Linked DNA regions of Mus musculus: regions 1, 2, 3 and 5 are each linked to region 4. Evidence: chromatin contacts called from public HiChIP or PLAC-seq and promoter capture Hi-C data. All regions are on one chromosome and are shown on one strand. The core of a region is the stretch at or near the end of the contact, and the rest is flanking DNA. Distances in the headings are between cores, read along the strand shown. Region 1 holds the start of Sox17 (SRY (sex determining region Y)-box 17). Region 2 has its middle 62 kb from the start of Rp1. Region 3 overlaps Atp6v1h (ATPase, H+ transporting, lysosomal V1 subunit H). Region 4 holds the start of Mrpl15 (mitochondrial ribosomal protein L15). Region 5 has its middle 27 kb from the start of Atp6v1h.

Region 1 (3,407 bases), core at 740-3,239, 290 kb after region 4:
AATTTCACTCTGTAGACCAGTCTAGTTCCAAACTCAGATGTGTCTGCTTCTGTGTCCCAAGTGCTGCGAGTGAGAGGATGTGACAGCACTGACCAGCAGAAACCCAGATAGTCTAAATGATACTTTCTCTTTTTCATTGCTGTACTTCTGGTATCAAAAGTATCATGACCCAGTTAATAAGAACATTTCATTCTTTTCCAAGGATCCTTAATCCATCACTACTGACTCCTTTATTTAATCCTTGTAAATTCCAATTTGTCTCTCATTATTTGTAAACATGGCACAGAAATAAATTCATAATAAGGCCTGTTATTGTTTCCTGCTAGAAAAATGATATGGTCTAAGAACCTTTGTTATGTGGCGTTAAGTCACTGAGTCGCTGCTCTTTTTTCACCAAAAGAGGACTGCGGGCATAGCGACTTCAGTAACTTCCAGGGCAGTTGTGAGGGTCAGATGAGGTAGGGAAACTGCATTGTAAACATTACCATGCTTATGAAGAAATTAATTTCAAAGATAACTTTCCAAATGCCCTAAAGACAGACATTTACTTTTGCATCATATAGCTACTTGTAAAATTATGTATGTGCATCTTCAGCCTGGCTTTCTTCGATAAAAGCATTAAGATAGCCGTGGGATTTAAACACCCAGTAATGTTGTGATTTCAGATGCAATTTGAATTATTGAAGGAGACGTGGAGAGAATATTACTCTCCAGAAGTCCTGTGACCCAGACATATGAGCCTTTAAGGTCTATGGAGATGGTCCTTACTGTTTCCACTTAGGAGTAAGAAGACCCAAGGATTAATCTGGACATTCTATTATTCGTAAGTATGTAGTCAAGGCTGGAAAGCCCTGTGATCCAGGATTGAAAGGTGTAGTGAACGGAAGACCCTGTGTTGCTATGAACTTGTTGGCATGTTCACCAAATGGGTAGAGTACAACATTCAAGTAACCCAGCTGAAACCCCGGAAGGCTTCCTAACTCTTCCCTCTTGTTTTTAAGCTTTGGAAGCTAAATTAGGTTCAGGTTAGAAATCTGTTATGCTTGAAGCGCATACAGGAGGTAATGAGTGCTGTCAGGAGTGGCAAGTCCTATTTAACTTTGATCATTTCCATGATCACAGAGCACATACCTTGCCCTAACCAACAATCTGGCGCCATGCAGTTAATCCTGATAGGGGATCTTGGGAGCAGAGTTTTCTGGATGGAAAGGCACCTATTGCCTCTGCTACAAAACCAAAGCAAACTCAACGAAACAACTCAATGTGCTTGACCCACTGTGTAGTCATCATCACTTTCACAGTCCAGGAACGGAGTATTACAGGATCATAGACTGAGCTGGATATTAATAAATCAGAGAAGAAGACTAAGGATGCCACACTGGGCATCCTGGGAAGCAGTCCTACCCAGTTTGCTCTCTGGAGAGAGTGCAAGTGCTCTGCTCACAGTGACAGGCCAGACTGCAAGGCGAGGATTGCCTTTCTCCAAGGAAGCCCGTCTTCCCTAGGGTGTGGTACTACTAGGCTACAGCAGCCATCACCTTTATAAAAACCCAAGCCATATTTGAATTGTCTTTAAATTTCAAGGAAGAGGACAAAGAAATGTGAGCAAGGCTTCATTCCTAGCTCTCAGACTACCGTCCCAAGAGAACCTGAGGTTCCATGGAGCAGGAATAAAGAGGAGTCCTTACTTCGTCTGGGGAACACAGATGGGGTATGGGTTCTAAGAAACATTCCCGACCGGTTACTGAGCTGGGAAGTGGAGCGGGAGCAGTTTACTTCCTGCTTCGCCGCGGAAAAACTCAGCTAGGGCCGAGCGGGAAGGAGGACGTGGTCTCCGAGTCGCCAGCTGCTAGGGTGGGGTTTCGGGGCACGATTAGACAGAGATTCGGACAGTTACGTGAGACCCCGCCCACCCAGGATGCACGCTCCCAACGGTGTGCGGAATGAGCCCCCGAAGTTAATCTTGGGGTCAGACGTTCTCAGCTCTCACGGGAGAGGCTAGCAAAGCGAAGATTGCAGGGTCTGGCCTGAATGTTCTGGGCCACCGTGGGGGCCGGTGATCACTGTCTTTCTTGCCACTCTTTCCTCTCAAGTTCCCGAATTTCCATCTCCACCTCCGACCCACTGGGGACTGACCAGGGACTGGAAAGAGCGCGAAAGGTATAAAGGGGAGAAGAGACTGCGCCTTTTGGTGCCCGGGTGAAAGGTGCCAATCGACCGCATCGCTCTGCGTGGCCCTACCTGGGAGGTGCGGAGCCCGGGGCACGACGCTCGGTGTTCTCAGAGGCAGACTCTGAGGCACGTATTTTAGACCGTCCAGTGGTACTATTGTCTCTGTTATCTTAGAGTCCGCCGGGGGCTGTCTCCGTGATGACAGCCCACGCTCCCTTTTCCGCCCTCATGAACTTGCTCTCCACAGACCACGGATCTGCTTGAGTGCCCACGGATCCTGTGCAATTGGACTTGAATGTCCTTTAACAGGCCTTGGCCATCAGAACACCAAAACCATAAAACCTTCGAGAAATCAACCACTCACTCTGAGGCTCGCTGTAGAAGAGTGGCTTAGACTCTCCCACTTCGGAGTCCCAGTTGATCACCAACCCGCTTGCTACAGGCCCCAAATGGTTACGGGCACAGCTTCTAGTTACATTAGACGCTTCCTTGCCCCAGCCTTTCGAGCCTCAGGTCTGCTTTGGGGATGTGGCTTAGGCAGTAGCCACCTAGAAATCCTGCACTGTTTGAGTGTGATACCGCTGCGGACTACAGCAGACAGGCGTGCCAGGCTTCTAGTCCAGATACCCACCCCCACCCCAGTAAATCTCTAGTGTTGAGGGAAGCAAGGCTTGCAGGAAGCCGCTCCGGATGTTTGCTTCTTTACTTGTGGCATTTGTGGCTGGCTTTGATAACGTCGTGAGCTCGGCTTCCAACACCCATTTAGTGAAGAAACTGAAATATGGCCCACTCACACTGCTGGCGGGTCTGAAGTGCGGTTGGCCCCAACACTCCTCCCAAAGTATCTATCAAGAGAATGGTCAGCAGAAGTTAGATCTAGGTAAGAGGACGGGAAGGGGGACTAGTCTTGGGAAAGCGCCACATTTCCTGGTAGATTTGTTAAGTAAAGTGCTATCTAGGGACTCCAGGGGAGGCTGTTTTAAGGAACGGGGAAGAGCCCAAAAGTGGTCGCTTGGACTCCTACTGTGTTTGTGCTTTCCCTCAGAAAGATCAGTTGTTAATCTTCAGGGATGCTTGTAAATAACGCTGCCTCCCCATCCCCGGGCTTTCTTTCTAACCACTTTCTCAGTTCCTTTTATGGAGCTCGAACAGAACTAGGTACCCAGGTAAAATGGTGTAAATACATTTTCTAGACCTACACCTGAATTATATTTCTGTTGTCTCTTAGTTTTTAG
Region 2 (3,073 bases), core at 167-2,666, 360 kb after region 4:
AAATGTCCAATCCTCCACTAGAATGACTGTACCCCTAGTCAAGGTATGCGAAAGCAGTGATACAGGTTGTGAGTAGAATTCCAAGGTGAGTAACTGGAAACCTTTGCAGGCATCTCTGGATGGCAACAAACCGCCGATCAGTACAGGAACAGAAGACCCGGCTGGTTCCTTGGGTAGAGACTATGAAGGGTGTCCTATGTGATGGCTTCTGCTTTTCCAGAGAGGCAGTGTTTACACTAAGAAGGAAGAATTAAGTCAAGGGGAACAAAGGGAAACAAAGGGAAAAGTAGACTTCCAGTTTTGTTTCCTTTTAATGATTTCTTTATTAAATACAAAAATATTAGTATTCCAGACCTCACAAATTTTCCTTATAATTTCAGTAGGTTTTAAATTTTATCACAACAAATATAAGTGGGCCAGTGAGAATGATCAATCCATTAAGGTGTTTGCCACCATGTTTGATGATGTGAATTCAATTCCCAGAACTCACAGTGTAAAGAGAAGTGATTTCCTGCAGGTTGCACTCTAACTTTCACATGTATGCCATGGTATGTGTGTGTGTGGGCACACATACACGCAAATAAATAAGTAAAAACATTAAACATTTTAAACATAGTCATAGGGTACAGTGTGATAATTCTATCCTTTCCTCAAAGTTCCTTGTTTGTTCAGTAAAAACATAAAAATGCCTTCTGAACTGCGGTGCTGTCTATTTTTAAAGTAGAGTAAGCAATTGTAATTAAATTAAATTATCTTTTAAAATTAAATTATTACTTAAATTATAGTAAGGGCCCACATTTATCTGAAATAAAGCGTAATGCACTTTGTCCATCTTTAAGGGTGCGCATTCCTTCAACAGTTTTGTATTGTTAAAAAGTTTGAATGCAAAGTGTGTCTGAGATTCAAGGCAATTTTTTCACGAAGAATCTCTATAAAACAAGAAAGCAAGTTGTATGCTACTTTACAGAGTTCTACAGAGTATATATTTTCATTCTTCAAGGGAGGTATTTGGATATTGAAAGGAAAAAAGAAGGACTAAAGTCCATCAGGAAACATTACATCTGCAGTCCTATTCTGGCATCTAAGCTATGTGTAGGTGTGATGTAAATCCAAAGGGTTGGGAAGCCCTTACCCACACCCTGGCTATCTGCAGACTTACGGCCTTTGTCTCTGGCTCACTACCATCACTGCCTGTGGTTTTCGTTGCAGACACTCCTCATTCCTACAGTCCCTAATGTGGATTATCTTTAGTTTCACTACTCCCATCCACTTAGGGGTTGCTTGTGGGATTCTGACCCTGTCATACATCGCTAGGCCTCCCAGATTTTCCTTTACGCTGTGTTCAGAAGCCTCCCTGACCCCGTAACCCTTGCACTTTGCATTGCTGTACGATCAGCAGATGCAGACAATGCCAATGTTTGTAGCTGAAGCAATGACCGAACCCTATTGTAGCACAGCTTCTGTGGGCTCTGGGTCCCTGAGGACTGGTCACAAGGGAATCCTTTCTCTTGGGAAGTCCATACAGACACGATATCCCAGAGCTATCTGCTCAAAGTAAAGTTGAAACTGTATCATCTTGTATGTGCAAATAGGTGGGTGTCATACAATGTGTGAAATGTCCCCGAGGCATCTTTCCTGTCATGTTGATGTAATGCATTTGCTTTCTTTCTAGTGTCATGAACCTCCTTAGCAGCCACATTTTACTGGGCCACGGCTTTACATGTACTTCTTTTCTAGGCAAAAATACTTTTATTTTATTTTAATTTTTTAAAAGAACCTCCTTTCTGTTTTATTTTTTATTTTTATTTTTTTGGTTTATAATCCTCCCCATAATCGTAGCCAAAAGCAGTTATAAAATAACCATACCATAGGTTGAATGATGGGCTAAATGAAAAATGGATTTACCTTACTAACTATAATCTCAGGACATGGACAATATACAGAGCAGATATTTGCTAGAGTGTGCGATGTATGATCTTAGCTCAGTTGCACATAGATCACCATCCCTAACTGTGACTTCTTGTGAGCAGTCTTCCCTCTGACGTCAGCCCTGCCAGCCTCTGACTTCTGAAGCTCCACCACAGTCACCAAGCATTCTCTGTTTACAGCCTTCTAAGACTTTCCTTGCCAGCGTTTTCACACCATTGATAGCATTCTCTGTAAAACAGTTCCAAAGTCTTCTGAGCTTTGTCAGCTTCAATGACAGTGGTCACCATGCTCCTGATTGGAGTTTTATGAATTGATCACTTATTTCATTACTGCATCAGACATTTATTTCCAAAGTCCAAAGTAGGGGGAATCTTTATCTTGGTCCTTGTTCCCTGGATCAGGGTTTTCCTTTATCCTGTATTAGTTGCTTTTATAATTATTTGGTCAAGGTCTTTTGTCCATGTCTTTCATAGTTATGAATCTATAGCACAATACCCTTACCTTTGGAGAGTATGGTGTTCAGCTGTTCATCCTGTATTTGACATTTTGAGTTGTTTACAACATGAATGCAGATTTCCTCTGCTGGCTTCTGAAGGGAAACAGATGTTTCACTATCATGATGTACAGTATAGAAAAATTGCACTTCACTATGAAAAGGTAGCAGGATCCCTTTCCAGCCTTTCTGGAGGTGGGCTTAGCCAATAGAACAGCCAATGTCTTCTCTGCGGCCAGAGCAACCACTGCCTCTGCTACTGGACTGTTTTCCTCCCTCTTTTGCTATGGTTTCATTTGTAGACTCCCAGGGGCTGGGCCTAGGAGGTTTAAATTCTGCTCCTGCCTCTCCATCACCACAAGACCTCAGGTTTCTGGTCAGAACACTGTCTGTCTTGTAGGAGTTGCTTTTGGAACTATAGTCTCGAAGTGGTAAAAACCTCTGGTGAGGCTCCATCACTTGCGTGCAGACAGTCTTTTAAAGCTAGTTTTCAGTATGAGAAACATTTCTGAGATTTGCTCATGGTGGTGTTTGTGTGAATTATTGATCTTTCCTTGGTAGGTAATGATGCAAAGTCAGGTGTTTGCTTTTTTCATTCATTGGGGATTATCTGTATGTCTCACTGGGTTCTCCAGGGAGGTGTTTGAAAGT
Region 3 (3,402 bases), core at 405-2,904, 350 kb before region 4:
TTCATAGTTCTTCTCATTCAACCTCACGGCATTTTCTCTCCAAAATTTCTCAGACTTGTGTACAGGGCTCCATTCCAATCTTCCAGATTTAAGTTCTGAACTGTATTCATCAAATGAGCTATAAAATTATTTTAAAATTCCAGTTATAAGAATCTAAGGGCTACTACAAAATTAAGCAAATTAAAATATGACTTAGTTACAAAGACTGAGTCTGGTCTTTATACACACTTAGAATCCCAGCACTCAAGAAGCAGAGGCAGGCAGACCTGTTAGTTCAAGGCCAACTTGATCTATGTACCCATTTCTAGGTCAGACAAGGCTACATAGTTAAGACCCTGTTTCAAAAAATAACAAGAATAACAACTACAATGACTCACTGCCCTCTAAATATTAACCACTACTATATAAACTTCAACAGTTTAATCACCAACAAATCATAGAAACTAAGGTCCAACATTGCCAAAGTTGAATGTTTGGTGTGAATATTAAAATCTTTACTTGCTACCAAAATCTTTATTCCCAATTAATATATGAATATGTATTCGTATATTTTAGAAAATAGACAATTTCTACCCTGAGAGTCATAGCAGTGTAATTTGCCAAGTCAGTAGATATATTATTGTAAATATATGTAAAAAGCAGATATCTTATTATATCACAAAACAGTATCACACATGTATTCATATAATACTAAGTATGACTATTAATATAAACATGACTTGTGGAAATAATCTTTCAAAATTAAAACAAAAATTCTATATGTTAACAAACTCAATACATTGTAATTCAAAACTCAGTAACTAAACTTGTATGTAACTTGGTTGTTTTTAAGTGTGGTTTATTTACTGTGGGTGGATTTGTCAACTTGATTTGAAGTTTCTGGTGTGAATGTTAAACGGCCCATTTAGTCTCATCTTTAACACTTGGTCCCTAGGTAGGGGTGCGGTCTGAGATGACTGTGGGATCTTTACAAGGTGGAGTCTTGGAAGAAGTAGGTTACTGAAGATGTACCTAGAGGCTTTTCAGATTCAAATTTCCTGTTCACTGTCTGCTTTCTGAATGCAGATGTAATGTGACCCACCAGACGCCTGTTGCTGCCTTCCCAAGTCGTTCTCATCATTGACTTTCTTATCCCTTGACAACTGTAAGCTAACATAAATAAATACTTTCTTCCTTAAATTGCTTTTGTCAGGGTATTTTATTACTTTATCACAGCAACAAGAAAGCAATGAAGACAAGGCACAAAGATGTGTGCATTTTTAAATGGCACTCATCCCTATGCTGGGTCCTGGACTGCATAAGGAGGAGAAAGTGACAGAAGCACAACCATTCATCCTTTCCTATTTCCTGACTGCAGATACAATATGATCAGCTGTCACAAGCTCCAGCCACCATAACCTCTACACCAGAAAAGAAGGCACACACTCTGGAACTGAGTTAAAATAAACAAACTTTTATCCTTTGTCAGGAAATTTTATTACAGGAATTGATTGACCAGCCTGACTCCAACTTAAGGATGGACCATTTTTGTTATAAGATTAGGTAAGTTCATTTCTTTGTACAGCAAAATTCAAGTTGACTGTGCTTTAGCCTGTTGCTGGAATCTGACATGACCCCCACCCTCTGGAGTTTGATTCATACCTTGAATGTACCCAGATGCTAAGATGTTCTGCCAAATCATTCTGCAATGTTCAGCCAAGCTCTGGTGTAACCAAAATCCCTCTGGAAATCTCCCAACCCCTGAAAATTCCCTAGCCTTGTAGTTTTTTAGACTATATAAAGCCTACTTTTCCTATGTTAAATGCTATTTTTTTTTTTCAAACCCTGCTTTAGGAAGTTAGCCATGTCTGACAGAAAATAAAGCTTGCTTAATTTGGCCAAAGATTTTGGGTAATGATCTTTACTCTCATTTGCTGGGATTAACACTACTGACATTCAGTGTGAGTAGCAGAATGAGAAAAATAGCTAATAGAGCCACTAAACAGACTGTATCAAGACATGCTTGGACTTACTTTCAAGTAAAATTTTAAAAGATGGAACCATTAATGTTGACAGACAATTCAGTTTAACCAGGATAGAGAGGGTACATTGACAAGAATATCCTGTTTGAATAGTTACTTAATGCAGACAAGTGAGTTTAAGTAAACTAGCATTTTTAAATAATCATATCCTAAGCCTAATAATGAAAACAGATATACATATGATATGATAAAATATACATATCACTCAACTAGTATTCTATAAAGAATGATAGGAATCTCTCCAAGTAAGAATAGCCAAATGCTCTAAGCTACAGTTAACAATGTAGAATGTTTCAGCAGAAAACAGAATTTGTAGGAAAATATGATTTTCATACTTTGTAATCAATTCAAAGTTTCTTTAAAAGTTATATAACCAACCACACACACCAATAGTGTCCAACCACTAAAGAGACTGAGGCAGAATCACTTCTGTCCAGGAGTTCAAGGTCAAACAAATCTCAAGAGATTTAGTATATGGCAATTTTAAAAAGCATGTTAATGCCAGGACAGGTGGTACACATCTTTAGCCCAGCAGAGGTGGCAGATCTCTGAGTTCCAAGTCTACACAGGGAGTTCCTGGGCAGCCAGGGCTACAGAATGAGCTATCACAAGTAATTATGTGACAATGATGAAGATGATAACACACCTAAGGTCCTGGACACTCTCACCAAGTTTTTCCAAAAGAAATTTGATGTCTTCACTGATATCTTCATCATCATACTTCTGCTGCTCCAAATTCTCCAACTGTTTCAGTACTTTGCATTGAATCATAGCCAGAGCATACTCTTGGCGAGTTTCTCTTTCCGTTGATTTTTCTAAGAAATTCTGAGTTAGACAAAGAGACATGAAGAAAGTACATGATATTTGCAAACATCCATACTTCTTTACACCTTTCTTTGAGTTTCCCATTTAACCAGTACTCCACTCTGGAAATCAATCTAGCGGTTCCTTAGAAAATTGGACATAGTACTACCGGAGGATCCAGCAATACCTCTTCTGGGCATATATCCAGAAGATGTCCCAACCGGTATGAAGGACACATGCTCCACTATGTTCATAGCAGCCTTATTTATAATAGCCAGAAGCTGGAAAGAACCCAGATGCCCCTCAACAGAGGAATGGATACAGAAAATGTGGTACATTTACACAATGGAGTACTATTCAGCTATTAAAAAGAATGAATTTATGAAATTCCTAGGCAAATGGATGGACCTGGAGGGCATCATCCTGAGCAAGGTAACCCAATCACAAAGGAACTCACACAATATGTACTCACTGATAAGTGGATACTAGCCCAAAACTTAGTATACCCAAGATATAAGATACAATTTGTCAAATGCATGAAACTCTAGAAGAATGAAGACCAAAGTATGGACACTGT
Region 4 (3,240 bases), core at 608-3,107:
GACCAAAGAGAGTCTGTGGCACTCTTCAATTCATTCTCATAGTTTTCTATGCTTACTATGTTGCATATGGGACAAACAGCATACAATTGGCTACAGACCATTTCCACTATGACTGATTAATATTAGTGACATCACATAAACCATACAATAAAGAAAATGTATCCTTACAAGAAATGCAACACAGTATTTTGGCTTTCCTCAATTTCATTGGCTTGCATAGATAAAAAGGGGACATGTGGGGAGCACTTCCAGAGTTAATGTTGGCTGAGTTCTTGCTTGTAATTAATCATGAATGAGTCTGCTAACATGCTTTTGCTTTTAGTTAAGACATGCATTATATCCTGCCAAGTTCCTCTGCTTTTACATATGTCCTTGAGAGACTGTCCAAGCCTGAAGGAAATGGCCTTAGTCAAACATGGATAGTGTGTACCATACACTTATCACATAAATGTTCATGTTCATTGTTTAACTTCCTGGAATTGGTCATGCTTTCTGTTGCTAGCCTTTAAAAGACACTGAGAAAGTAAACTTGCTGCTAGTGGTGGTATTGACCTGTAGCCCTCCCATATCTGTCTCTTCCATCTTCTTTTTGCCTTTCCTATAATCATCCTCATACCCCAAGTCGTGGTTTCCATGTTGAATGACCAGCAGGCTCTGGCCCCAGGCCCAAATCCATGGTTTTGAGTAGCTCACCCCGATATCTACCTTATGTGTAACCTGTTGGAACATGTGAAAGGGCTAGCTAGTCCTGCTGATCCAGAGCTGCAGGATCTCAGTGACCTAGGACAATAGCAGGATAACCGAATAGAGTCCCTGTGAGGATCCAATATTGGTGTAGCAGAAGCCAGAGACCTAGAACCAGACCAATGACTCATTGCAATGTACATTTGCAAGTAATAATGTATGGACAAAAGGGTATACTGTAGGACACACTGTGACACACGACAGCTTCACGATGAGGTTTCCTAAACTTTATTTTTATTTTGGGGGGGGGGGGGTTTGCAAGGGCAAAAAGGACGGAGGGATTGTGGATCTGGAGTGTATGATGTGAAATTCACAATGAATCAATAAAATAAAAATAAAGGTTTATTTGAGTTAGAAACAGCTGCTTATTAAATTGTCTCACCTTCACTATATAACTGATAGAGCTTGGTAGGAGCAATTCTCCAGCAAGACAGTGGAACGGAAAAAGAATATAAAAATGAACACATTGTTTTCTATATTACTTGTATTAAGACAAGTTTTAAAAATCATTTAATTTGGAGAGTTAAATATATGTTTGGCAGTTTAAGTTCATTAGCTTTGAATCCTATCTATACCATCTGCTGTGACAGCTGGGTCGATCTGATAGGCATAAAACCACACCTCGCTTCTAGCGTGGTTGTTTATATGAATCTAGTAAGGCTAACTTTAACTCAGTTTCTGGCATACCCCAGGAGCTAAGTATGCCCCACCCCCCATCGTTAACTGCAAGGCACGCTATTAGGTTGAACCTAATTAGACAATTAATTCTAGAGCCAGGCACTGTAACAGTTGAATTACCAGAGTCTCAAAGCTTGAACCTGTTCACATCATTTTGGATTACTTTTCGCTTCATGAGGCCCCACTTTTACCGTACAGCGTGTTCAGTCATTACAGGGCAGAAGAGAACAGTTTTCGTTCACAAAATGGTACCAAAGCCAGAGGATAAAGCATGATCTCACAAAAGTTGATGCAGTTCCCCGAAGTAAAAAGACATCAAGCCTGGAAGCTGGAAGACATAGCCTACCGACGCGGATGCGGTCGCTCTGCAGCACGACAGGGGCGGGGCAGTACGGCCGCTGCAGCGCGACAGGGGCCGGGCGGAGCCGTAAAGCAACGCGGAGTCTACGCCGCTTCCTGGGCGCCCTTGAAGCACCGCGGGTCATGGCTGGCACGGCGCGCGGCTGCGGGACCAGCCTGGACCTGCTGCGGTCCTTGCCGAGAGTGAGCCTGGCCAACCTGAAGCCCAGTCCTAACTCCAGAAAACGGGTAAACGCTTGGCGGCGGTGCGGGGAGTGCAGGGGCCGCGTCACTCTGGCGATGGACGCGTGCGGGCGCCTGGCTCCCTTCCGCGTGCGCCCAGTGTTAAGGATGCTAAGCAGGCGGAGGGTACACACTCGGGAACTGCAGACGATTCATCCAAAATTGCGTTTAAACTGAACTGCTTAGCAAGTGCCTATCGTCGTTATAAAAATCCCAGTGTTTTTTCTACATTCCAGCTGGCCAATGTGCAACCCAGGGTGCAACTAGAAAACTGTTGTGGGTCGGCTGCTCGGCTTTTACAGTAACTTAATATACGGCTTTTTTTTTAGGGGGGGGGGCGGTTGACAAAGTCAATTAAGGGAAAGATGTTACGGAGTTAGAGAACACCGAAAGACTACCCGACTCTATCCAGTTGTAATTAGCCAATTTTTTAATGTTATAGTGCAGCCAACCACAATTCCCCTTAGGCCCAGGTTAAAGGGGTAGAAGGTGGAGGGCTTTGAAAGGTCGCAATTACTTTATTTCTGGGGAACTTACAGCTACATGAGGAACTTTACCGAAGCAATTAATCATTTCACATCAGTTTTACAATTCTGTGGAGGGGGACAAGTTGCCAGGAGCTTATCTTTTAGGAATTTAGGAAATTAGAATGTGTCCCTAGCAAAAATTGGAGTTTTCCTTAGCCATATGTGATCTAATTACATATTTACGATTAATTTAAAAATAAAACATTTAATGTCACTCAAGCCTCGTTTTGGCTGTTTAGTTCTAGGATTTTCTTTTTCCGTTCCAGCTGCTTTTTCCTGAAGACTAAATTTAGGCCCTTAGCTTGTTTGTTCAAGCACACTATACCACTGAGCTGTAATCCCAAACCCTTTCCCGATGCCCTCTCACCGCCCCCCCCCCCCCCCCCCCCCAGGGTTTCTCTGTAGAGCCCTGGCTGTCCTGGAACTCACTTTTTAGACCAGGCTGGCCTCGGACTCAGAAATCCTCCTGTCCCTGCCTCTCGAGTGCTGGGATTAAAGGCATGCGCCACCACATCTGGTTCCCTTTCCCGATTTTTAAATGCTTTATTCAGAGACAGACTCTCAGAAAATTGGGGGTTGCTGGCCTTGCCCTTTTTTTGTAGCTTAGGCAGGCCTTGAACTTTGAATCCTCCTGCCTCAACCTAGCAGATAGCAATCACTACAGGGACCTAGCTTATTGTAGAGCTTGTTATTCCTGTTGGATCCCATC
Region 5 (2,961 bases), core at 57-2,556, 270 kb before region 4:
CATTGCATATGCCAGCAAGATTTTGCTGAAAGAACCTTGATATAGTTGTCTCTTGTGAGACTATGCCGGTGCCTGGTAAATACAGAAGTGGATGCTCACAGTCAGCTATTGGATGGAACACAGGGCCCCCAATGGAGGAGCTAGAGAAAGTACCCAAAGAGCTAAAGTTTAAATTTACAGGAATTGCTAAAGGGGTCTGCAGCCCTATAGGTGGAACAACAATATGAACTAACCAGTACCCTGGAGCTCCTGTCTCTAGCTGCATATGTAGCAGAAGATGGCCTATTCGGCCATCATTGGGAAGAGGGACCCCTTGGTCTTGCAAACTTTATATGTCTCAGTACAGGGGAATGTCAGGGTCAAGAAGTGGGAGTGGTTGGGTAGGGGAGTGGGTGGGGGAGGGTATGGGGAACTTTTGGGATAGCATTTGAAATGTAAATGAAGAAAATACCTAATTTTTTAAAATTGGAAATAAAACAAAAGAAATAGAAATTAAATTTTAAAAAAATGAAATGAAGGGAAAGTGGTGGGTATAATTAGAAAGAGGTGAATGGTCTAGTAGGGGACATGCAGTGGCACATCTTGATTGTAGTGACTGGCCCACAAACCTAGGCATTTGATAAAACCTCACATACAAGTGCATGTAATACATGGGAAATCTGAGTGACCACTATGAATTGTGCCAATGATGCTGGCTTTGACACTGAACTGTAGTTCTGCAGTCTTCATAAAGGCTAAACTCAATGTCCACAATGAACTATTTTCTTTTTAGCAATTTCCTGTAAATTTAAACTGATTGCGGAATAAATGTTAAAGCACTGCACTAGCAGGTTAGATTGATGTTGCTGACATGCTAATTGCTCCCCTTTATTATCATGGCACTTCTGGTTGTTCCTTTCATTTGGATCCTTGCCCAGCTTCATTAAGTCAGTAGATTGAAGCTGTCAGACCAGGTTTAGACTTAAAAAACAAGTTTGGAAATACTGCTGGCTACATATGGGATGTTGAAAATCAGGTGAGTGGTGACATGAATCTGGGTTTTCTGAAAAATCTTTGCACTAAACTGATAGTTGCCAAAAGCAATTTAGAAAATAGACTGTGGCTGGGAACATGGGTTTGTGAGTAAAAGTACTTGATATAAAAGCATATACATAAAAGTGGAACATGGATCCATGTGCTTGTGACATCATCATTAGATGGCAGAGATAGGCAGATTCTAGGAACTCACTGGCCAGACAGCCTAGCTGAAACAGATGAGCTTCCTGTTCAGTGATAGACCTGTCTCAAGGGAATGAAGTCGAGAGTAATATCCTCCTCTGGCCTCCACATCACAGGTACCCACTCACTCATGGGCATTCATCACATGTATACTTACACAGCACAAACATATTCAACAGAAATAAAAGGAAAAAAGTCCTGCAGAAATGCAAAACTAATATCTATTCATCACAGATAAGAAACAAAGTAAAGTCATGATACCACTAAAGTCCAATCTGATGGACCAATGAGTTTATTGGGCTACTTACAGAATTATAGATGAAGGGTTACTTACAGAAGCAGAAATAACTTAAACACAGCAGCAGCAGCAAAAGTCCACTCCAGCATAAGTGACAACTCATGAGATCTGGACCCCCTCCAGATTACTGCAGGACTTTCAGACAGCTGAACAGGTTGGGGGGGGGGGATTTTAGGTATTTTCTACGACTTCTTTCTTCCAGAATCTTTTTTTTTTTTTAATTTAGTGTATGAGTGCTCTGCTGCATATACATCTGCAGGCCAGAAGAGGACATCAGATCCTTTTATGGATGGTTGTGAGCCAGCATGTGGTTTCTGGGAATTGAATTAGAGACCTCTGAAAGAGAAGCCAGTGGTCTTAGACACTGAGACATATCATAGGCCCTTCTTCCAGAATATTAAAGGGGGCTTCCTTTAGAACTTCCACGGTCCTTTTCTTTTCTCTTTTCTTTGCATTTTTTCTTTTTGCCTCCTCCTCCTTCTTTTCCTCCTCTTCCTTCTCCTACTTCTCCTCCTCCTCTTCCTCCTTCTCCTCCTCTTCTTCTTTTTGAAGGTCTTACTTCGGAGCCCAGAGTAGCCATGAACTCATTAAAAATCTGCCTATTTCTGCCTCCTTAGTACTATAATCAAAGGTGTGGGATAGCATTCCTGACCAAATGCCAAGATCTTAGAGCCTCAGAGAAAAATGCTAAACAACTGTGAAGTCAGCACTTAGTAGAGCTGGAGGCAGGAGTTCAAGACAAGCCTTAGCTACTGTGAGTCTCAAGGTTCTGTTTTAGTTACTGTGCCTATGAGATCCATAAAGCAAAAATATCTCTAACTTGCCCAAAGGCAAAACTTCCTGAAATGTTGGAGGCTACTGTTTTATGGGATATAATAAGCCATGTTTTCATTCTCCTATACAAGCTTTTCTAACTCAATGGTAAGGTTGTGCTAGGTCACATGTAGGCTGGAAGTACATAGGCAAGAACTGTGTTGGGATGTGTGCTTGTCCCTGATTGAACCTGATGGGAAATGCATGGTCTAATGGGGTTTCCTTTTTAAGCTTCTGCAAAACGTGACCTGTGGCCATTTTCTGGCAACCCAGGATTAAGCCCAGCCAGAGTTTATCATCCTATCAATATCTAATTAAAACTTGCTTCAAATTTGGCTCAAAATTGAGGTAGTCGTCTTATTCTTACATGAGAGGATGAACACTACGTAACAAATTCAAAACCCTGTCTCAAAAGAAGAAAAATAAAGTGTTGTCTTATACTTTTAAACAGAGCATTCTTTTTTCATGTTTGTGTTTTTTATTGGCTATTTTCTTTATTTACATTTCAAATGTTTTCTCCTTTCTATGTCTCCCCTTCAGAAACCTTCTATCCCATCCTCCTTCCCCCTGCCGCTATGAGTCTGCTCACACCCCCACTCCTATCTTCCTGACCTGTCATTCCCCTACACTGG

The links. HiChIP or PLAC-seq counts read pairs in DNA pulled down with a chosen protein or histone mark. Capture Hi-C pulls out chosen DNA fragments and counts their contacts.
Region 1: a promoter capture Hi-C map of liver shows a contact between it and region 4. The contact joins the promoter of Sox17 here to the promoter of Mrpl15 in region 4. A contact is called at or near these places in 13 of 39 promoter capture datasets (the HPC-7 cell line, HPC-7-derived erythroid cells, cranial neural crest and 8 more), 8 of 484 Hi-C or Micro-C datasets (2-cell-like embryonic stem cells, LSK cells, embryonic stem cells and 4 more), 11 of 115 datasets of contacts at active chromatin or transcription factors (cardiomyocytes, embryonic stem cells, extraembryonic endoderm stem cells and 5 more) and 3 of 9 other capture datasets (adipose tissue, liver and pancreatic islet).
Region 2: an H3K27ac HiChIP or PLAC-seq map of extraembryonic endoderm stem cells shows a contact between it and region 4, with 4 times the contacts expected there. The contact joins the enhancer-like site here to the promoter of Mrpl15 in region 4. A contact is called at or near these places in 1 of 15 datasets of contacts at CTCF or cohesin (the NIH/3T3 cell line), 3 of 484 Hi-C or Micro-C datasets (the G1E-ER4 cell line, long-term hematopoietic stem cells and uterus), 1 of 115 datasets of contacts at active chromatin or transcription factors (extraembryonic endoderm stem cells) and 1 of 9 other capture datasets (embryonic stem cells).
Region 3: an H3K27ac HiChIP or PLAC-seq map of embryonic stem cells shows a contact between it and region 4, with 5 times the contacts expected there. The contact joins the enhancer-like site here to the promoter of Mrpl15 in region 4. A contact is called at or near these places in 5 of 39 promoter capture datasets (the 3T3-L1 cell line, the C10 cell line, the HPC-7 cell line and 2 more), 2 of 115 datasets of contacts at active chromatin or transcription factors (embryonic stem cells and large pre-B cells) and 1 of 9 other capture datasets (embryonic stem cells).
Region 5: a contact with region 4 is called in an H3K4me3 HiChIP or PLAC-seq map of the 230-238 cell line, with 11 read pairs. The contact joins the enhancer-like site here to the promoter of Mrpl15 in region 4. A contact is called at or near these places in 3 of 39 promoter capture datasets (the C10 cell line, the HPC-7 cell line and cranial neural crest), 2 of 484 Hi-C or Micro-C datasets (the C2C12 cell line and uterus), 8 of 115 datasets of contacts at active chromatin or transcription factors (the 230-238 cell line, the NIH/3T3 cell line, the SCID.adh cell line and 3 more) and 3 of 9 other capture datasets (adipose tissue, liver and pancreatic islet).

What each region holds. Positions count from the first base shown.
Region 1 is chr1:4,495,936-4,499,342 of GRCm38.p6, reverse strand. It overlaps Sox17 (SRY (sex determining region Y)-box 17), which reads left to right and starts at 1,989. Exons shown (of 5, transcript NM_011441.5): 1 at 1,989-3,052; 2 at 3,401-3,407.
Region 2 is chr1:4,420,729-4,423,801 of GRCm38.p6, reverse strand. No RefSeq gene overlaps it. Among named protein-coding and RNA genes, the nearest start is that of Rp1, 62 kb to the right of the region's middle. Within about 2 kb of position 1,416, at least 9 of the 459 cell types and tissues checked have an H3K27ac peak or open chromatin away from gene starts, as enhancers often do. A contact at or near this core is called in extraembryonic endoderm stem cells, where this site is marked.
Region 3 is chr1:5,132,528-5,135,929 of GRCm38.p6, reverse strand. Atp6v1h (ATPase, H+ transporting, lysosomal V1 subunit H) reads right to left here. Exons shown (of 14, transcript NM_133826.5): 10 at 2,668-2,846; 11 at 1-118. Among named protein-coding and RNA genes, the nearest start is that of Atp6v1h, 51 kb to the right of the region's middle. Within about 2 kb of position 1,654, at least 9 of the 459 cell types and tissues checked have an H3K27ac peak or open chromatin away from gene starts, as enhancers often do. A contact at or near this core is called in embryonic stem cells and liver, where this site is marked.
Region 4 is chr1:4,784,343-4,787,582 of GRCm38.p6, reverse strand. Mrpl15 (mitochondrial ribosomal protein L15) reads left to right here and starts at 1,857. Exons shown (of 5, transcript NM_001177658.1): 1 at 1,857-2,010. The coding sequence starts at 1,906.
Region 5 is chr1:5,054,111-5,057,071 of GRCm38.p6, reverse strand. It overlaps a transcript of Rgs20 not described here. Among named protein-coding and RNA genes, the nearest start is that of Atp6v1h, 27 kb to the left of the region's middle. Within about 2 kb of position 1,306, at least 3 of the 459 cell types and tissues checked have an H3K27ac peak or open chromatin away from gene starts, as enhancers often do. A contact at or near this core is called in the 230-238 cell line, where this site is marked.